Regions from separate parts of the Oryctolagus cuniculus genome. Here region 2 is linked to region 1. Evidence: chromatin contacts called from public Hi-C data. All regions are on one chromosome and are shown on one strand. The core of a region is the stretch at or near the end of the contact, and the rest is flanking DNA. Distances in the headings are between cores, read along the strand shown. Region 1 overlaps ZNF704 (zinc finger protein 704). Region 2 has its middle 35 kb from the start of FABP5.

Region 1 (3,264 bases), core at 426-2,925:
CTAACTGTCCCTTAGGCCTGTTGACCTTCAGTAAGAGTCTGACCAATGCAACTTAATTGTAATGCACGACGCACAGTTGGCTCAGCATTGCAGGTTAGACATATACATTTGGAATGGAAGGCTGTGACAGGTTTCAGGAATGTCCCTTCAAAGCACTAGGGACTCTCTCTGCTGTGAGTCCTGGCCCTAACATTATCAGCCTTTGCTTTATGAGAGTCAGGTGACCCAAGAGGAAAAGGCTGCGCAGCCTGAAGCACCAGGTCCACACTGGTGTCTTGCCTGCAGCTACCCACTGATGTGAGTGGCAGCTTCTGTCCCTGACTGGCCAAGTGAAAATCTAGTATCCCTGGGGACACACAGGGTGCCAGGACAACTCCGGTCCCCTGCAGGAGGGACTGGAGTGAAACAGCAACTCCTCAAGGCCACTGCCAGTGGGAAGGAGAGGGGGCTACATCCGTGTCCTCTTCTTTGGGCAAAAAAGTCAGCCCTTCCTTACGTGGACCCACTCGGGGAACACCTGTACCCCTGCAACCCAGGCGGTGCGGCACTGAGAGACGCAGGGAGGGAAGGTGTTGGATCGAAACCCTCGCTTTGTTCTCTTTGAACAAATTGGGGGAAGAAAAAAAGATTGCGTTGTGGTCCTCAGGGCTCTGCCTTGGAATTCTGCTTGTGAATTAGTCATTCATAACGAAGCTTTCGATACAACACCCAAAAACCATCCCAATAACAGCCTCATATTTACATGGTGCTGTTAAAAATAATGTCAAAATGTTTCCGAGATGCAGGGAAATCAGAAATGCTTTTGAAAACTGCAGTGACCACAATAATTGCAAAGCAGCGGGAGAGAAGATAGGGAATAGGAGCCTTAGGTCCAGGAGGCTCTGGGTTGGAAGGCGGCTCAGGTCCTGCCTCCTTCCATGGTAGGCACGAGGTAAGTGCCCGCTCAGCTTCCTCCTGACAAGATGGGAACAGAACACTTCCCCTACAAGACAGCAGCGAGAATTAAACAAAGGCACAACCTGTTACTTTATTAAGTCAGTTAATCAGATCTCCCTTCCCACTTGTATTTAGTAAGTATGTGCTCTGCGCTGTGTATGCACTTCTGTTTACATGTCAGTTTCACGTATGTTTCACATTCCCTTCCATTAACTTAACTGAAGCCTATGTTTCCTCCCCAGCCTCCAGGGCTGGTTGAAACAGGAAAAGAGAAAAGACATTAACTACATTTCGCATATGAAAAAAAAATAAGTCCCACAGAGAGAGTGAGTTAATTACCCAGCCAAGCCGGAAGTGCTATTTTTTTTTACCTTTCACATTCTGCTAAGTCCTAGATTAGCCGCGTGTAGCCAGAGGATGGGGCATGTCAACTTTGAGGGAACCTGTTCATGTTTTAGTCACTTGTATTTGTCCTCATTCACGACCCTGCGTTCCCAAACTGGGGCAGCACTCAGCGCTCGCGTCCATCACAAGGGGGCGTGGGTGGGCAGTCGCCCCCCAGGAGGAGCCCGGGGTCCGGGGCTCGGCCATGCGAGCGCGGGCGCGGCTGAAACAGAAGACGCGGCGCCCCGACACCAACCTTTCTCTTCCTGGGGATGGGCTCGTCGAAGAGCAGGTTGCCGGCCTCCGCCTCGTCGATGCCGTCGTCCGGAGGCGGCGCGGGGCTGCGGAAGGGCTTGAAGCTGTCAGCCGAGAGCGGCGGCGATGGCGTGGACGGGTTGGACTGGTCGCTGGGGGCGCTCCAGCTCCAGTAGCCGCTGCTGCTGCTGCTGGAGGGCACGCCGCCGCCCTCTTTCCAGGATCCGCTCAGGCCCTCTGCGCGGGACACAGACACAGCGTCAGCGGGCGGGGGGCAGGGGCACCTGCAGCCTCCGCATCCCACTCAGCCTCTGGGAATGCAAGTGGTATTCTAGTTCTACATGGCCTCCCAAGGCACCCTGCAGCGGATGAACGTTTAGATATCCTAGCCAGAGGGTACATCTTCTGATGGGGGCTGCACTGAGATCACTTGTTCCTTGGCATGATAATGAAAAACAAAAAACCAAAAATCAAAACACATAGACGGTCTCGCTCACTCAGTTTGAGGAGCTCTGAATTTATGGACTGCAGCTTTTCTAAGTCAGGGGTATTATTTGCAGTGTTGTTCCAAATTGTTCATATAGTCACTCTCATGCCAATTTCAACTTTTTTTTTTTTTTAAGGGTTTCACATAGGACTGTGAGTGATTCTTGGGATACATTTATAGGAAGTTCCCTTAAGATTTAAAAATGTAAGAGAAATAATTTCCAGATGGCTATCAGAGGCCATTGGCCATGCTGCTGATCAGAACAAATACCCACAACAATACTGTACCTTTAATGAGGGTTTTACACCTTACAAAGCTCATTCGTACACTCTCTAGCATTTTGACAGGCTCTGCCTCTCAGAGTAAAGGTGAGTATTCCCATTTTACAGATGTGGACACTGAGGCAGCGCCTAGTAATTAACCCAGGTCTGTTACAGGTCCTTTTCCCGTAGTGCCCCTGGGCCCTTGGAGGTGAGCATCCTATATCCTCATGGCCACAGGGGATGGGGTATGCATTTCCCACATTAAGTACTGACTGGGGTTGCATTTCACCTTTCCTGTTGGGGTGGAAAACACTGTGCATTGTTTGCTAATGGGGGAGGGACTTCTGCCCAGTTAGAATGTCTTTGGGGGACTTTAGGAATCACTGGAAATTTGCTTTACCTTTCAAGATGCAGAATCTTAATTAGCATTTGCATAAATTCTACTTTCTCATTGGATAATTTTTCCTCCATAATCGTGTACATTTTTATTGTATTAAATGTATTGAATGCATTAAATGAATGTATAAAAACTACAAGGAAGAAAAAAAGCCCCCAAATGCCCTATTAAAAAAATACTGTACTCAGTAATGAAGTAAAGACAAATGGTAGGCTAGAATTCATGGAGAAATGTCTTTTCTATTTTTTAAAAAATGGTTATTTATTTATTTGAAAGGCAGAGCGAGAGAGCGAGAGAAATCTCATAGCAACTGGGAAGAACCAGGCAGATAACACAGTCTGGGTTTCCTAAGTGGGTAGCAGGGACCCACGTACTCCCACCATCACTTGCGGTCTCATAGGGTGTCCATTAGCACCTGGAATTGGAAGTGGAGCCGGGATTTGAACCTAAGCACACTGGTGTGGGATCTGGCCATCACAAGCGGCATCTTGATTGCTATGCCAGTGCCAGGTCTCGTGAAGAAAGTTCTTTCCTCCTCTTTT
Region 2 (2,956 bases), core at 104-2,603, 580 kb after region 1:
AAGTTACACAGAAAACATTTTTGACATACGATGGCTCCAGCTCACCAGGAGGAACCCTGACTACTCAGAAGTTATTGTAGACGTGAAGAAAGGCTTTGGAAGATTAAGCTGAGTAGGCAGAGAAGGCGTGCTGTTTCCCAAACTATTCTTCGATATTAAATTGTTAATTTGATTTCTGTGTGTGTGTGTGTGTTGTCATTTCATTTTAAAAGTGAAATATGTGGGATGGGTGTTCAGCCTTGCAGTTGAGATGTCTGCATCCTAGTCCCATGTTGGTGAGCCTGAGTTTGACACTTGAACTTGACTCCTATTCCTGCTTCCTACTTCCTGCTAAGGCAGAGGCCCCCCAACCCCCTGGCCCATACCTTGCTCTCTCCCTCTCTCAGCTGCTCACATTTTTTAGAAAAGTGAAATACTCAGATTCAATGTATTTTACCATTGTATCTTTCTTCCACAAAGACTGATTCTTTGGTTCACACATTTAGTCACTTATCCATTTATTCCATTGTTTTACAGATATTCATGCACAGCTACTCTATGCCAGGCACTTCTAGCAGGTATTAGTTAACCCAGAGATTAACACAACACATTGTTAAAATGATTTCATAGCTTAATGAGGAAAGAACAAATAAACACTGCTGATGCCATGCAAAACAAAACTTACTTCAATAGAAATAAAGATGTTATGGTTTTGGGGACACAATGAGGGAATTAGTTCTGTTTGAGGTGACTAAGAAGGCTGCACAGAGGAGTTTATGTTTGAGTCTTAGACGACGGTAGGAATTTGATGGATGGATTTCAGGAGAATTCAACTACTAGTGAGTAATATATTCACGGGCACGAAGAGGGTCAGCAGCCATGGGGAAATTGAGAAACCCTTGTGGCGGAAGGAATGGCTTTCTTGGAAGACAAGAACAGGAAGTCATGCTGGAAAGAATGAGACTGGATGATGACCAGATGTTTCTGTATTCTAGACCAAAAAGTATATATTTTATATGAAAACCTCTCAGGATTTGTTGAAAGTTTTTAATTTTAATTTTTGTTTTTAGCAAGGGAATGACACCAAAATGACAACATTCAGTCATACAGGCTGATGTGTTTCCTATGCATTTTACATGGGAAGTTTTCATGACCACACTATGAGACTAGAGCTGTTTTCTTCAATAAGGTGGAAGAGGAAGGTGAGATTTGAAGAAGTTGAACCAGACCTACACACCTGAGCACTGTTGACTGCACAGCCCAAGCTGTCCACCACTATCATCTACTGACCCCAGAATAATATTTCAGGGAGTCTGCAAAGAGCTGGTTTTCAGTGGAGGGAGAGAGAGCAATCAGAGAGCCAGAGAAGCCATCGCCTGAGTATAGGGCACAGTGCTGAGGACCAGAAGCAGGGAGGACGGTGGCTGAGTGGTTATGGCAGTGACAGCTGCCAAGACATGGACAAACAGGAAATCACTGCAACTCTGGAAAAATAGGTGGATTCACCAAATAAACTAAAAATTTCCCCATGTGTGACACCAGGCCTTTAGTGACTGTCTATCAAAATATCCTTGAGGAAAGTTAGCCACCCTGATTGGTCCTTGATAGTGACATTCCTGCTAAAAATGTGGCATAATGTTTAACTATAAGATTGCTCTTGGTATACAGAAATGACGTTCAAGGAAAATTGCTTATTGTGCCGTCTCTGGCTAGACTCTGAGACACACAAAGATGGATAGGACTCTCTTCTCTCACAATGCTCCTAATCAAGAAGGGCCAATAAAGGGTTGGTGCTGTGGCACACCCTGGCCTGAAGTGCCGGCATCCCATATAGGTGCTGGTTCAAACCCCGGCTGCTCCACTTCCGATCCAGCTTTCTGCTATGGCCTGGGAAAGCAGTAGAAGATGGCTCAAGTCCTTGGGCCCCTGTACCCATGTGGGAGACTCAGAGGAAGCTCCTGGCTCCTGGCTTTGGATTGGCACAGCACCGGCAGTTGTAGCCAACTGGGGAGTGAACCATGGGATGGAAGACCTCTTTCTGTCTCTCTACCTCTTCTCTCTCTGTGTAATTTTGACTTTTAAATAAATAAATAAATCTTTTTTAAAAAAAGAAGGGCCAGCAAGGCCAGTAAAAATGGGCATGACACTGACAAGACACACCCTGCCTCCGAGGTCCTGGGCATCCTAACCGTGGGGAGGGTGAGTCCAACTGTGGTGCACGAGCAAAGACCTGGGTGGCTTTGCGGCAGAAGTTTGCATTTCAGCTGAACAAGAAGAGTTTTGAGGGGAGAGGGTGCTGGATTCACATAGGATGAAGATCACTGGGGAAGTTGAGGAGGGCAAGTGTGGGTGCTGTGGAGAAAAGCTGGGCATGATTCAGTGTGGTGGGAGCAGGAGACACTTCTACCTGGGGAACAGGATCCCGAGCAGGCAATTAAAATTACAGAGCAGGGCAAGATGACTGGCGCTGATTTTTTTTTGAAAAGTAACTTACAATGATAGTGAAAGTGAATTCTTTAGATGGAGGAGAATTTTTTTAATTGAGAATCATCAGGGTCATACATTATTCTGGATCTTCACATCTTAACCATCCATACAACCTTTTTTTTTTGTTGTTGCTTGTTTGTTCCATTTTTTAAAAATATTTTATTTGAAAGGCAGAATTACAGAGAGGCAGAGGAAGAGAGAAAAAGAGAGAGAGAGACAGAGACAGAGAGAGAGGTCTTCCATCACTGGTTCACTCCCCAAATGGCCGCACTGACTGGATCTGTGCCAATCCAAAGCCAGGAGCCAGGAGTTTCTTCCAGATCTCCCATGTGGGTACAGGGGCTCAAGGACTTGGGCCATCTTTCACTGCTTTCCCAGGCCATAGCAGAGAACTGGATCAGAAGTGGAGGCACCAGGACTCCGAACCAGCGCCTACATAGGATGTCAGCACTGCAGGCGGCGGCTTTATCTGCTACACCCCAGCACCGGC

The links. A called contact is a pair of places that touch in the nucleus more often than the background predicts.
Region 2: a Hi-C map of skin fibroblasts shows a contact between it and region 1, with 1.9 times the contacts expected there. The contact joins two enhancer-like sites. A contact is called at or near these places in 2 of 6 Hi-C or Micro-C datasets (skin fibroblasts and an unstated tissue).

The regions. Positions count from the first base shown.
Region 1 is chr6:106,195,821-106,199,084 of mOryCun1.1, forward strand. ZNF704 (zinc finger protein 704) reads right to left here. Exons shown (of 9, transcript XM_002710562.5): 4 at 1,577-1,812. Among named protein-coding and RNA genes, the nearest start is that of ZNF704, 190 kb to the right of the region's middle. Within about 2 kb of position 1,676, at least 5 of the 8 cell types and tissues checked have an H3K27ac peak or open chromatin away from gene starts, as enhancers often do.
Region 2 is chr6:106,781,003-106,783,958 of mOryCun1.1, forward strand. No RefSeq gene overlaps it. Among named protein-coding and RNA genes, the nearest start is that of FABP5, 35 kb to the right of the region's middle. Within about 2 kb of position 1,354, at least 1 of the 8 cell types and tissues checked has an H3K27ac peak or open chromatin away from gene starts, as enhancers often do.